Regions from separate parts of the Sus scrofa genome. Here region 1 is linked to region 2. A link is a contact called in public Hi-C data. All regions are on one chromosome and are shown on one strand. Each heading gives the region's core, a stretch centred on a gene start, on an enhancer-like site or on the middle of the called end of the contact. The rest is flanking DNA. Distances are from core to core; before and after follow the strand shown. Region 1 overlaps ATP10B (probable phospholipid-transporting ATPase VB). Region 2 overlaps ATP10B (probable phospholipid-transporting ATPase VB).

Region 1 (7,532 bases), core at 3,851-6,350, 310 kb before region 2:
CCAGACTTCACGCAATGTTACACAGTAATCAAGGCAGACATACAGACCAATAGGACAGAATAGAAAACCCAGAAATAAAGACAGACACCTATGGTCAATTAATTTTCAACAAAGGAGGCAAACATATAATATTGGAAAAAGACAGTCTTTTCAGGTAGTGGTACTGGGAAAACTGGACAGCTGCATGCAAATCAATGAAACTGAAACACACACCCATACCATGCACAAAAATAAACTCGAAATGGCTTAAAGACTTAAATGTAAGACAGTATACCATCAAACTCCTAGAAGAGAATATATGCAAAACATTCTCTGACATCAACTGTACAAGTGTTTTCTTAGATCAGTTTCCCAAGGCAGTACAAATAAAAGCAAAAATAAACCAATTGGGCCAAATCAAACTTACAAGCTTTTGCACAGCAAAGGAAACCATAAAAAAATACAAACAAAAAGACAATCTCCAGAATGGGAGAAAATAGTTTAAAATGATGCAATTGACAAGGGCTTAATTTCTAAAATAAACAACTCATATAACTTGATAGCAAAAAAAAAAAAAAAAAAAACAAAAAAAACAAAACAAAAAAACAGCCCAATTGAAAATGGGCAGAAGACTTGAATAGACATTTCTTCAAAGAAGACATATCGATGGCCAAAAGGCATATGAAAAGATGCTCAAAATTACTAATTTTATCAGAGAAATGCAAATCAAAACTACGATGAGTTACTACTTGTCCCCAGTCAGAATGGCCATCATTAATGAGTCGTCAAATAACAAATCATGGAGAGGGGGTGGAGAAAAGGGAACCCTTCTGCACTGGTGGTGGGAATGTGAACTGGTACAACTACTTTGGAAAACAGTATGGAGGTACCTCAGAAGACTAAATATACAACTACCCATATGATCCAGCAATACCACTTCTGGACATATATCCAGACAAAATTTTCATTCAAAAAGATACATAACCCCTATGTTCACTGCAGCACTATTCACAATAGCCCAGACATGGAAACAACCTAAATGTCCATCAAGAGATGAATGGATTAAGAATATGTACATATACACAATGGAATACTACTCAGCCACAAATAGAACAAAATAATGCATTTGCAGCCACATGGATGGAACTAGAGAGTCTCATACTAAGTGAAGTAAGTCAGAAAGAGGAAGACAAATACCATATGATATTACTTATATATGGAATCTAATATATGGCATAAATGAACCTTTCCACAGAACAGAAACAAACTCATGGACTTGAAGAACAGACTTGTGGTTGCCAAAGGGAAGGGGGAGGGAGTGGGATGGACTGGGAGTATGTATTTAGGAGATGCAAACTGTTGCATTTGGAGTGGATAAGCAATGAGATCCTGCTGTATAGCACAGGGAACTATATCTAGTCATTTGTGATGGAACATGATGGAGGATAATGTGAGAAAAAGAAAGTATACATATGTGTAACTGGGTCACTTTGCTATACAGCTGAAATCTCACAGCATTGTAAATCAACTATAATTTAAAAAAAGTAATAATAAAAAAGGGTGACCCTATGGAGGTTAGTTTTCATTTCCTACAAAAATGCCAGTGAAGACAAGTTTCTGAAGGTTTTACTGTGACCTCTTTTCTAAAGGTCTGCCTGACAAATTGATCTCTGAATTTAGAGAATAGAGTGTTTGTCTGGGAGAACTGTTCTGCTGGTTCTAAGCACACGTTTCACCTGGGAGCCTCTTATCCCAGGTTCCTGGTGCAACTAAACTCCTTTTTCTATGGTTCCTGATCTACTCTTATATTTCACTTATAGCTTCCCTATTGCCTTTGTGTTTTTTACTGTAAGTCATTTACACTTCATTTTGGACTTAGATACAATCAAGGTATGCTATAAAATCATAAACTTCTTGAAATATTTCCTGTAAGGACTTAGGTTTTCAAACCTCTTTTCCTTGGCTGGGAAACTGGTTAACTCATAGCTGAATCTCCTTGTCTTTCAAGCCATAGCTTAAACGCTATTTTCTTCTGGATTGATCAGGTTAAGAGTCTCCTGCCCATAAGTCGCCAACACCCTGATCTGGAGATGCATGGACGAAAATGATTTTTAATTTTAATTTTGTTCCTCCTGTGTTAGTGCTTGTCTGTCTTTAATGTTCCCATGGTTGTGTTGGATCTTACCACAATGCAAATTCCAAGGTAGTGGGCCTGGTGTGCAGCCTGAAGATCCCTGTTTCTTACGAGCATCGAAATGATAACTTATGCTGCTGGTCCAAAAACCACATTTTGAGATTTATTGAAACCAGATGTCAAATGACATCCTGGATGTCAAGTCCAGTCATAAATAAGGGTTTACTAGGTTAATTTACATATTGTCTATAGCTGCTTTCATGTTGCCACAATGGAGCTGACTTTGTGTGACAGAGGCTGAACAGCCCACAGAGTGGAAAGTATTTATGATTTTTCTCCTTTGCAGACTTTTGCTGAGCCCCAGTTTTGTTTTGTTTTTGTTTTTGGCAGCACCCATGGCATATGGAAGTTCCTGGACAAGGAATGGAACCTATATCACAGCAAAGACCTGAGCTGCTACAGTGACAATGCCAGATCCTTAACCCACTGCACCACAAGGGAACTCCTAATCCCTGTTTTAGACTGTAAGCCTCATGAGAGCAGGGATGCCATCTGTCTAGATCTCTGCTCTATATGCAGTGAGGATATTCCTGTTATTTGAACAAATGAAGTAAGGCTTGGTGGTTGTATTGCCCTGACACTCATCCTGGACTTTTAACGTGAGAGTGTTTCCTTCTTCTGCAGGTCATGTTAGGACCTCACTCGTTTCCATTTCTCTGCCTGGTTGGGTTCTCTGTACCTAGGAGGGAGCACACTGAACCCTGTGATGGCATTGCTGAGATTGGGCACCTGGTTTTCCTCCCAAGAAGCTACAGTGCAGTAATTAATTCATTGTTCACATTTCAGAGCAGGCAAGGTTTTAATCCCATCTGAAATTGGTTTCGGATGTGGAAGTCATAGTTCTCCACCCTCTAATTGCAATGGGGAGATAATGCAGCATCAGTATCACAATTTTGAGCACGGCATTGGGCTGGAAATAAATATCATTTAAGCTTTGAAAGAATGGCTGGCTGGAAACATTTCCTTTTCTATTTCACAAATTTAATGCAGAGAAGAGGCTGTGCTTATTCAAAAGAGAAATTCTTTTGCAGGCAAGAAAAAAAGATTAAATAGGGGCATTTTGAATTCTGAGTAAACAGTCTTTCAGGTCAAATAGAGACTTGTTTCCAGAGACTTGCAGAAACAATGGTACCACCCAGTTTATCAAATTTATGTTATTTTTTTCCTGTCTTTTTAGGACCGTGCCCGGGGCATATGGAAGTTCTCAGGTTACGGGGGTCAAGTCAGAGCTATAGCTGCCAGTGTATGCTACAGCCACAGCAACGCAGGATTTGAGCCACATCTTTGACCTACACAACAGCTCACAGCAATGCTGGATCCTTAACCCACTGAGCGAGGCGAGGGATCGAACCCTCATCCTCATGGATACTAGTTGGGTTCATTACTGCTATGCCACCATGGGCACTCCCAAATTTCCATTATTTTTTGTCATACTGATTATTTACATATACATTGAACTTTACACAAAAATACATATTCCTCAGTGACGGTGACTGTGATGCTGCCTGAAAGCAGGCCTGGGGGAATGGTGCAGGAAGAAAAAAAGCACGCTATTTTGTAGCTGCTACTAGGCTGATGTGTTTCTCTTCCATCACCTTAGTCTTAATCTTCCCCCTTTCCTTACGCAAACAGGAATAAGAGTCTATTTGGAGTCTCTTCGGGATTACCTCAAAGGTTCTTGAACTAGACAATGAAAAGCTCAGGCCCCATTCCCTCCCTTAGTACAGCAGTGTTCTGACTCCTTCCTATGCCCACCATTAATCAAGGGCTTTGGAAACAAGAGCCTCTGACAGTTTTAATACCTCAGTTGGTATGTGCCTGCTTTGACCCCTTATCAACAAGACAGAAATAAACATATTTTTAGAGAAACAATAATATTCTCACATGAGTGAATATATATAGCATATATATATATATATATATATATATATATATGTAGTGCTATGTGCTAAGCAATTCTGTGGTACTAAAGCCTTCCCAATAATACTTCTAAGAACAGAGGGAGTCCTGGTCTCCCCATGTTACTGGTGAGGAAATCAAAGCTCAGAGACATTAAGTAAGTCTTTTAAGTTCACACAGCAAGCTACAGTCAGGCAAGACTAAAAACCCAAATGGTCATCCCACTCTAAAACGTTTTGATATTTTATTCAGAGATCCTTGTTGGGAAGGCTGGCAATGATCAAGTGATATGTAGGTTGTGGGGTGGAAGCCAAAGATTCCAGTCCTAAACTTTTTCCCTTCGATCTCCCAAGGGGGTGGGATGGAGCTCTGGCATTGGGGTGGTTCTATCTGGGGAGGAAACCTAAGCTACAAGCCAGGCTAATGGTTCTTTAAATCCTTCTTCCTTGTAATCAGAGAATAAATCTCATTTATGGAGGCCCCCCCCCCAATAATGATAGCAGTAACAATGACCTTCTGCACAAGCTGTCATTTCATTCTCATAACAAGTGTATAAGAAAGAGACAGGTGCCATCCCCTTTTTATAGACAGGGAAGCTAAGGCATAGGGTGATTATTGAATACAGAAACCTGGAATGAAAACAAATCTGATCTGCCTCCAGAGTCCACTCTCGTAACCACTCATGCTGCCTCCTATGAGTCAGCTGTTTGCCAGACAGGTCCAGAGTCCACTCTCGTAACCACTCATGCTGCCTCCTATGAGCCAGCTGCTTGCCAGACAGGATTGCCAATCTTTATAATAACCTCACTGAGCAGGATTAGTCCCACTTCGTCAAAGAAGAAATTGAGGCCCAGAGAAGTGAATTGTCTCGCTGAAGGTCACTGAGCTAGTAAGGGACAGTTCTGGATTCAAAGTCCAGTCAGCCTGATACATTCCCTTGTGCCCAGATGCTTTGTCTACCCGAGTGGGGACAGTGGCTCCCTCCAGCCAGGACTCCCAGGGCGCAGGTGGCAGGTTACTCACCACATTCTTGTAGAAGTAGTACACCACCATCCTGGCCAGGCGCCAGTAGCACCAGTGGCCGTGCACCAGCAGCAGCTTTGTGAGGTGCCTGAAGCGGGAGATAGCAAAGTCGCTGGACATGACGGCCTAGGAGGGTAGAGCAGAGACGTTAGCCTTCAAACACAGCTGCCAGTGCACCACAGAGGCCCCCTCAGTGGCCCTGCCCTGTTCCAGGTCCACAGCTGGGAGGGTCTGAAAGACCTTTTGTCACATGTGGCACCCTCGGGTGGCCTTTTTGGACTCTGACACCCCACCCTCTCTTCAGGAAAATTCAAACCTCACTAGAATCCAAGGAGGGCAGGTCAGAAAGGACCACTGGTCTGGTCTGGCCCTTCCCTCCTTCCATTTATCCAATAAGAATTTACTGTGAATGGGTGTGTGTTGGGTACCACGTTAGGGATGTGCTGTTTGACTACAGACTGGGGCCTTCGGTGCAAGTAATCCTCCAACCTCTGAACCCTCTTGGGCACCTGCTGAGGCAGGCCACTGGCTCCACTCTCAGATGGAGCTGACAGCTGGAGAGCTCTCTCTCTCCATGGAGCTGAAATGTGTCTTCTGCCCTAGGGATTACTCAGAACAAGGCACAGCTCGTAGCACTTTTAAGAGGATGAGGCTTGACATGCCTGGTTATTAAATCCTTGGTCAGTGTATTTAACCTCTCTCGGCTTCAGTTTCTTCATAAGGAAAAAACTGGAATAACAATCCCTAACACCCAGGGCTGTAGTGACTTCTAAATTAATGGGGATGACCAATGTGAAGTGTGACTAGAGTGCTGGCTTAAGGTAGACACACAAAAGGGGACAGTGTTTGTTCCCCCTCATCAGCAAGTTTACATAGCACCTATGTCTGCACTGGTGGGAACACAATCATTACGGTTCAAAACCACAAAGTGAGGTCTGTCTTAAAGAAGAACATTAGCAGCTCAATTAGGATGCTTGTTCCAAGCTGATTTTTGAGTAAATTCGGTACACTTTTAAGGTACACTGAGCACTTCACAGGTCCGTCTAGTCATCATGGCTAAAATGGCAATTGAAAATGTTTTCCAATGTCCTTATTCCTGTCACTGCTCACAGGGGGTGCTGCAACCCTACATGTGGGTGGAGATTACAGGGAGGAAGCATGGAATCAGGGGAAGGCTTAGTTTTCCCTGAAAAGTTGGGTACTATTTGGCTTTAGAATATAGGTATTGCTGGCTGTCTGTAAAAAGCCAAGCATCCTTTGCTCTCCCTCTCTGTTCTGAAGGACTGGGCAGTAGGGATGTGGCCATGGAGGTTACGTACAGGCATGGAAGGAACCTGCCTTTCACATGGTAACTGTGCAAAGCTCTTCTGCACAAGTTCCTCCAACAATGTGGAGAATTCTTTAACTCACTATTAAGGATAAAGTAGGAAAGTAACTAGAAGAGTTGAAGAGAACAATACCTGCATGCCTTCCTGTCCAGATATTCCAATCCCAATATCAGCTGCTTGAATCATGCTTACATCATTTGCTCCATCACCTGAAAGGAGAGAGAGGTCCTGAGGTCTTGGTCCAATGGCTGCATGATAATGAGAAGTTTTATATAAGTGTCTCTAAATTATTCCCATTTTCACCATAGCTGAATCCTTCTAATGTTGCTCTAAATAGTCCTATAGGAAATTGATTGAGCCTGAGAACCATCTTTCTTCTGGGGAGAAGAAGCCTTACTCTGTCCCTTTTTAAGATACAATGCTAGGTATTGGGAATACAACGGTAAATGAAACTTGGGCAGTCCTTTACTGATTCCAAGGCCAACATACTTCTTCTCACTTAGTACAACTTAAAATACTGACAACATCAAGACAACTTGGAATACTGGACAGCTAAATCACCAGAGATTGTCAATGGCATCCAAGGATGGGGAAAGTATTACGTTTCTCAAGGTAGATGAGATTGACTTTTCTGGTTGAGGTACTTCTAGTTACATTAAGTTCCCAATCAATGAACTCAGTGGGTTGGGGAACCTGGAGGGGAGGGCATGGGACTACACACACACCGCCATTCTAAACAGCAACATCAAACCGATTTTCCCATGATGGAAATGTCCTATATATTAACAGTCCAATACAAAAACCATTAGCCACCTATGACTTTTGAACGGTGCCTGGAGAATTCCTCTTTAAAATAAAATTTCCGCATATAGCAGGTGGCAACCATTCTGGACAGCACACCTCTCTACAGTGAGGTTTTCCCAAAGCCTTATCTTTCACCCTGGAGTTTAGCAAACTTTTGGGCCAGACAGTAGATATTTTAGGCTTTGTGAGCCAAGAAGCAAAAGCGAACAACTGTTATTGCTGAGAGGCAAATAGTTTTTACATATTCTTCCATTAAAAACAAAAACCACTGTTGGTGTCTCTACAGAAACCCAGTGGGCTGGACT
Region 2 (7,494 bases), core at 3,181-5,680:
TTTGGCTCCAGAGCCCATATTCTTAAACCATGACACCTCTGTTACTTTCTAACAGACTCCTTGAACTTTGCATCCCAACGTGAAAGCCGAAGGTTCAAAGGGCTGGCACAGTCCATAGGTCATCTGGTTCAGTGGCTTCTAGACCTTTTCATACCCAACTAGATCCTATTTTCACATCACCTCCAGGGCCACGTGTCCTTTCCAGTATACTGGTGCATGCAGCAGATGAGGGCTCCTGCGAAGAGAGAGTGGGAGCACAGGCTGTGGTTCTAAGTGTATGTGCGAGTGGGTGTGATAGCATGTGCTTGTGTGCGAGATGTAGGAGTAGGTGTGTGAGAAGTGTGTCTCAAAGTCTTTCTCCTTGGCCCTCCTTGGTGGCTCCAGATCTTCTTTTCTGAAGCCTACAGCTCCAGAGCCATAGTGTAAAGACCATGTCGTGTCCTACTCTTCTGTTTTAGAAGGGGTAAAATGAGGCACGGGTAGCAGGTAGCTGGGTGTGGACCCCAGCTCCTGATCCCAGGGCACTGTTCTCTTCCTGCATAATCTCCTTGCTATAATCAAGCCACTGCCCCACTCATAGCCAAAGGGCTGGTACCAGTCACCACAAACACACTCCATTCATACCTTCCACATCTCTCCCTGGGCTGCCTGGATGTTTGAATTCTTCTAACCCTCTACCTGGCTGTGGACAGTTACCAGAAGGCTTTCTAGTGCAGGACAAATGGAAGAAAAACTTTGGCGTGCTTTGGTAATATCAAGACTGTCAATGTCAGTGACAGGAAAATGGTCACCTATTAAGATCCTCATGCTCAAGGAAAATGACACCATTTGTCTACTTTGATCAAGGCAGCAAATAGAGAAGAGAACACCTCTCCTCAGCTGCCCACTACCAGCCCCCAGAAACTCGTGTGGCTCATTCTTTCAGACATGACCTACTTACAAGCCAACTTAGCTGTCCTTCAGCTACTTTCCCTTCCGAGTTTGCCATCACACCCTTTTGCTGCTTCAGAAGGTAGCAGCTGGACCTGGCTGAGTGTTTTAAGGAACCAGCTCACAGGAGACTTGTGGCCTGATTTAAGCAGGGAGGGCAGCCCTGTGGGGCAGGGCGGGAACCAGCATCCACAGTGCTTGCCAGAAAAGCCCTGCTGTGCTGAATGACTGGGCTGATGGAGGAAAACCCTCCAGGACCACAGTGAGGAAGGGAAGCCAGGCATCTTCATCTGACTACTCTGTCTTGTCACACTCAGGACTCTAATAAGGGCTGCTGCTGATCCACTATTCACTCCGTAGAGCATCTGCAGGATACATGATGCTAGGTACTGGGGGCAAATGGAGAGAAGACCAGTCCTCATGAGGCTTCTGGTATAAAAGGAGAGGCAAACTTATATTTAGAGTTTAAAATTACAATTCATAATAAGCTCCATAAAGGAAGCTTAAGGAGCCAAAATATATAGCAGAGGGTTTGACTGAGTCTGAGGAGGGGGGGCCAGGGAAACTTCCCCAGGGCAGCGATGTAATTGAACTGAGGTCTTCAGGGCAGGTAAGATGACTAGGAGAAGAGGTAGGAAGAATAGCTAGATGGAGGCAACAGCAAGTGTAAAAGCACCGAGGCTACAAGACATACTTCTTTATCCACCATGAAATATCAGTGATATAGTCACATACACACAACCTCTTTACTTCATCACCTGCTATACCATAAACTCTTCACATTTTTTTCATTTCTTCTTTTTCACAGTATTAGAGAGGCAGATATATATGTGGATCAGAATTAAGGAAAAGAGAGGTTATATGTATAGCATAATGGGCACATAAAGGAGAGCTGCAATAGCCTAGAAGGCTGGTCAGTCACAGGAAGTTAATAGGAGGAAAAAACTCCTAAGAGTAAGATTTCCTAGACAAAGTGAGGGAGGAATATAATGATCATCTTAGGAAGAGATACATTTAAGCTCAGCTGAAAGGGAGAACACAACCTGGTACGTATATTGGCAACTTCCAGCATTTCAGTGTTACTGAGAGTCACATTGCAAAGCAGAGGGTGGAAGATTAGGCAGGAAGCCCTTGTATGGCATCCTCACATAGTTTTATTTTTTCCATGAATATATATTGAGCATCTGCTGCTAACTAGACCCTAGGGCTATGTTACTGCACAAGATCAGACTTAGTCTGTGGCCTGGGAAACAGAACCTACACAAAGCTAGGACTTGATCAAGTAAAAAAGACAATACTGAGACAAAGAGGAGTTGGGGAGATGACTGGAGGAGCATCTAGAAGCCAGACTCTGAGCCTCTGTTAAGGGTGCTGGTCTTAGCTGGCAAAGTACAAAGAAGCTCTCTCTTTTTTTCCCCTTTCTTTTCTGGCCACCCTGCTGCATATGGACTTCCTGGTCCAGGATCAGATTCCAGCTGCAGTTGTGACCAGTGCTGTCACTGCAACAGCACTGGGTCCTTGAACCCACCATGCTAGGCCAGGCATAGAACCTGTGTGCAGAGATACTGCTGATACCACTGTGCGACAGTGGGAATTCTTTGCAAAGGGTTTTAAGCAGAGGTTTTAAACTTGTTCAGATTTGCACCCTGAAAATATGATTCTGGGTGCTGTGGAGGAGAGAACAACTCCTCTCTGACTCGGATACCTTCTTTTTCCTAACTCCAATCTGTTGCGAAATAGAAACGAATCTTGGAATCCCCTCACCAGCATCACTCGGTCAGGCAGAAATCCTAGTAGCTTCCATTCTTTGCATCGGCCGCCATCTAGGGTTACCAACTGCGACGCCTTCCTGATTGCCTCTGAGGCCAACCACAACGTCTCAGCAACAATTATATTAATATCAGGGCTAGGAATGAGCTGATGGAAAGCTGTTCATCCATGTAATGAGGTCTCAGTTGCATTTTAGCAAAGTGTCAGATGATTTTCTAAGAGACTGCAGAGTTTTTACTGTTTGTCAAGAGATGGGGTAATTGGAGTTCCTCAGCTTCCACTGCAGTGTGAGAAATGTCATCTGTGCATGAGATGCTCAAGGCAGAATAAGAAAACCTGATGGGACCAATGACAGTGAGAGGAGCCCAGGACAAGAGGGGGAGGGGAGAGCAAGCAAACGGAAATGTAATGATCACCTAACAGTGATCAAGCATTATCCACGCTGTCTTATTTTAAATATGGCAGCTCTATGGGGGCAGGTATTAACCCCATTTGACATAGGGCTCAGAGAGGTAAATTCAGATTCATATTTTTCTAACTCCAAAAGTCTGATTTTAAAAGCTTTAACATTATATTCCAATCCTGGACAGAAAGGCCCTTAATCATTATGTGTCTTGTTGTAGAATTGTGGTCTATTTTTATAAAGGGAAACGTATTTCCACTAAGCTCAGCTGAATCTCAAAACTGTGTGTGCCTGTTCAGAGACAGTCATCCTGGCCAGTGCTCAGGGGCACATGGAGCCCACCTGGAATAAAAACCATCCACTAAGAAGAGTGGGTTCTATGCCAACCCCTTCAGTTTTCCCATTTATGTTAAATCAGTGATGAGCAGCACTAGCTGCCCCATGGAATCACTTGGGGAGACTTAAACGCCCAGGTTCAAATTCCACCCCACAGATTCAGATTTAGTTAGTCCTATGCAGTACTTCTCACATTTCAGTGTCCTGTGAGCCCCTTGGGGAACTTGGTAAATGCAGATTTGGATTTCCTGGGTGGGCTTGAGACCCTGTATTTCTAACAAGCTATAAACTGCTCGTCAGAGAACCTCACTTGAGCAGCTAGAGTCTAGGTGTAGGAAAGGTTGAGAACGACTGCTTTAAGGAGATGGTTTCAGTTTGGCACTAGTTTTTTTTTAAGGGTTTTAAAAAAATGTCAAATTAGAATGAGTCATACAGTACACTGAACACACGTCAAACGGCAGTGACCCTCTCTCTCTATTCTCAATTACAGAAGCCCTTTCCCTCCACAGAATCAAGTATCGACATCCTCCCACTGCATATAAAAGCATAGAAGTAAAAAACGAAAACAAAAACAAAAACCCTACAAATGGTAGCATTTAGGTCACACTGTTCAGTACTTTACTTTTTTCACTTCGTGTACCTTGGAGATTGTTTCATAACTACACAGAGAGAGCTGCTTCATTTTTAAAAGGTAAAAAATATATATAAAATAAAAATTACCCTTTACGTCATTTTTAAGTGGCATTAAGTGCCCTCACATTGTTGTGTAACCATCACCACCTTCGTTTCCAGAGTTTCCCAGATTGAAACTCCACAGCCTTGAAAAGATGCCAGTTAATTTTAAGCCTCCTTTACAACAAAGCAAGAGCTGGTCTCAGGGCAAGAGCTTTTTGACGACAGCCGTCACTGGCTGGACTTTACTCCTGGTGCTCTGCGTTCTGTGTATTAATTGCGGTTACCTTCTGTGATAAGCAGGGCTGATTTTCCACTTATCTCTTCTAAATAAACCAAAGTCCCATCAAAATACTGCTGTCTGGTGAGCAGCAGTGAAGGCTGCCCCACAGATGTGGAAGTTGCCGTTCATAAAGAACGGAAGCATTGGACACTCCCACTCTGCTTCTGAGCTCCCGGTTGACATTTCTCTCCACACACTTAGCAGGAGAAAGGGCCTTCCCTTAGTGCCTCATGCCCTGTACGCAAAGGCAGCCTTTTCTTGGCCATTTTCTCCAAGTCACACCACCCAGAGGACCCTCCTTTGCCATCCTTAATGGTAGCTGAGAATGCAGGTTTAGGCTCCTTATGGAATTTTGTGTCCTCTAAAAGCCAAAGGGACCTCATCCCCCAGTCTCCTTCAGTAGCACAATTGGAGATTGCCTTTCTAGAAAAGGGCACCTTTCAGTGGGTAGGTATCTGGCTTGCAGGAAGTCAGAAGGACCCACATCCGTCTCACATGGGAGGGTGCAGAGCCGACCTCGGCTAAAGGTAGAGGTGGATGTGCTGTGCAGCACACAATGCAAAGAGCTGACTTGAGAGCCCATAGTCCTGGAAGGGAGGCCAAGGGCTCACCCCCCACCAGCTCTGTGACCTGTGGCAGGTCATTTTGCCCTCCCGGTGGCAGGGCTTTGTTCACCCACCAAGTGGTGAGGTAGAGGTCTCGTGAAGCTTCACTGAGGTAGTAGATGCAAGGGTTTAGCACAGAGCCTGGCACATCATTAGTGCTCAATAAATGGACACCTTCCTATCCTGACTTCCTCCTTAAAGGGAATTAAAGGAGATGGGGGGACAAAGTAGTGCCCAGGGATGCTCACATGGCCACTGCCCAGCCAGGTTTCTACTTGTGACTGAAGGAGGTGGAGCGCGTGTGACAGGCCTCCCAGTATAGACATGGCAGGATAAATGGTATTACTAGATGGTATAGAAATGGTGAACTCTCCCCTGGAGTCCAGATCGACTCAAGAAGTAGCTGAGCAAAGAAATACTCTGAGAAGCTGATAGAAGAAAATATGCTCCCAAATGTATTAAGTGTAATAATTTCAATGATCCAGCACTTAGTCCTTCCCCTCCTTTGTTTCCTTTTAAGCAAAACAAACATCTGAAAAATCTGCAATAAACACTTTTTTTTTGAGAAGCTAATACACTGGGATCCATAGAACAAACACTTGAACCTCTCTTACATGCCTGAAACTGCTCTATCAGGAAAGAGTGACGAAGAGTATGGAGAGCCTTGCACTCATGAGCATACATCCTCCTGGGTCCCCTGCCAGCCCCCGACTCCATGACCCTACAACTCACGCATGTACAATACTTGCATCTCTTAAGCGTTCTCGAAATGCAGTGGTACCTGGTGGTCCTCTTGCCAGGCAGAGGCAGGGAAAATGGAAGTGGTTTTGTTTTCAGAGGTAAGCATAAGCATTTGTTAGGAAGCTCTCTCAATTGTTAGGAAACAGAAGCTTTACGATTATCCACGAGACGTCTTTCTGTAAATGGGAGAGTGGACAGAACAGCAGGATCATGAGCAACGGTGGGCAAGTGTTGGAGCTGCCCTGGTCACTGATGGGGAGGTAGGCAGGAGAGGAGCAGTGCAGTAAGATGGGGCCTGGAAAATATCCTTAGCATGAAGGTGCAAAAGCAGACTATGCACAAGGGGAAGACTTGTACATCATCACATGGTAGAAGAGGAAGAATGCGCCATCAAGCCACCAGCCCGTGTGTTATCCTGGTCTGGGGAACAGATTTGTACTTTCAAAGAACCGCTTCAAATCCCACCTCTCCCACTTACTTAATAGGCACTTACCCTTACCAGTCTACGTTGTGATGAGCACAGTACGTACCCCATTAGGTTGGTGGGAGAATTAGGAGAACTAATCAGCAAAAAGGGGTCACTACAGTGCCCAGGACACTGTAGAAATCTCATCACTAAGTGTATGTGGAGCAGAACAAAATGAAAGCAGGGAGGGTGATGCTACTGCAGAACACAACTTGTGCAAGATCACATAAATGCTAAAGGGAGTGGTGTCCAAGAGTGGACGAGATTTCCCTGACTCCTTTCTGCCTTTACTCCTTCCCAGCTGCATAAGCATTGCTTCTGAGACAGGGCTTTTTCTTTCTTTTTCTTTGTCTTCTTAGGGCTACACTCATGGCATATGGAAGTTCCCAGGCTAGTTGTCGAATCAGAGCTGTGTGGCTGGCCTACGCCACAGCCACAGGAACGCAGGATCTGAGCCGTTTCTGTAACCTGCACCACTGCTCATAGCAACACTGGATCCCTGACCCACTGAGTGAGGCCAGAGATCAAAGCCGCATCCTCGTGGTTACCAGTTGGGATTGTTTCCACTGTACCCCAGCGGGAACTCCCAAGGAGTCCTTTTTCTTGACAAGCAGCCACCATGCAGACCATTTTGTCTGCTTTTGTAAATGGAAGAATGCACAGGCCAGTTCTCAGGCTAAGATGCCAATGACGGAATTATAGCACTGCAAATATGCTTCATAATCTCATCAAATTTAGCCTAATCTTAAACCAGGGTTAAAAGAGGCCAGGGAAGGAAAGAAAAATTAGAACAGCTCTGAAAGGTTCTGGTTCCCAAGGGTAAGAAATGGGCTGAGGGTGCCTTGGAGAGACAGAAACTCCTTCCTCCTGCTTCCTACTGGGATATCTGGCGACTATAGGGTTATGTGGAATAAGCCACAACGAGCAGCTAAGGAGCTAAGCTGGGTCTGCCTGAAATGAGGCAAAAGACAAACAGGCACATGGCCCAGGATGGAAGGACCAGGGAAACCAGGTGAGGCAGGTTGGTCCACATCCCCAGTGGGGCTGGTCCAGCAGACCTTGTTTTTCCACGGCTAATTAGGAATCTGTTATCAAGGCATCTCAGAGAGGGTGACTCAGGCAGGAGGAGTTTGGGGCCGCGAGCACAGAGGTGAAGAACACATGCTTAGTCGCAGAGGTTTGTCCTGGCACCACTTTCAGCTGGTGCCTGTGGCCAAGTTCTCCCCCAAAATAATGTCTTTCTCTTCCCTACAATAGAAGGATAATACTGGGACATACTTGAGTATTG

The links. A called contact is a pair of places that touch in the nucleus more often than the background predicts.
Region 1: a Hi-C map of liver shows a contact between it and region 2, with 4 times the contacts expected there. The contact joins two enhancer-like sites. A contact is called at or near these places in 2 of 47 Hi-C or Micro-C datasets (liver and skeletal muscle).

The regions. Positions count from the first base shown.
Region 1 is chr16:62,881,774-62,889,305 of Sscrofa11.1, reverse strand. It overlaps ATP10B (probable phospholipid-transporting ATPase VB), which reads right to left. Exons shown (of 24, transcript XM_021076903.1): 18 at 6,556-6,632; 19 at 5,096-5,221. All of the region lies in intron 5 of LOC106506539 (a long non-coding RNA gene), which reads left to right. Among named protein-coding and RNA genes, the nearest start is that of MIR146A, 160 kb to the left of the region's middle. Within about 2 kb of position 5,100, at least 13 of the 83 cell types and tissues checked have an H3K27ac peak or open chromatin away from gene starts, as enhancers often do. A contact at or near this core is called in liver, where this site is marked.
Region 2 is chr16:62,574,792-62,582,285 of Sscrofa11.1, reverse strand. All of the region lies in intron 1 of ATP10B (probable phospholipid-transporting ATPase VB), which reads right to left. Among named protein-coding and RNA genes, the nearest start is that of ATP10B, 8.7 kb to the right of the region's middle. Within about 2 kb of position 4,430, at least 6 of the 83 cell types and tissues checked have an H3K27ac peak or open chromatin away from gene starts, as enhancers often do. A contact at or near this core is called in liver, where this site is marked.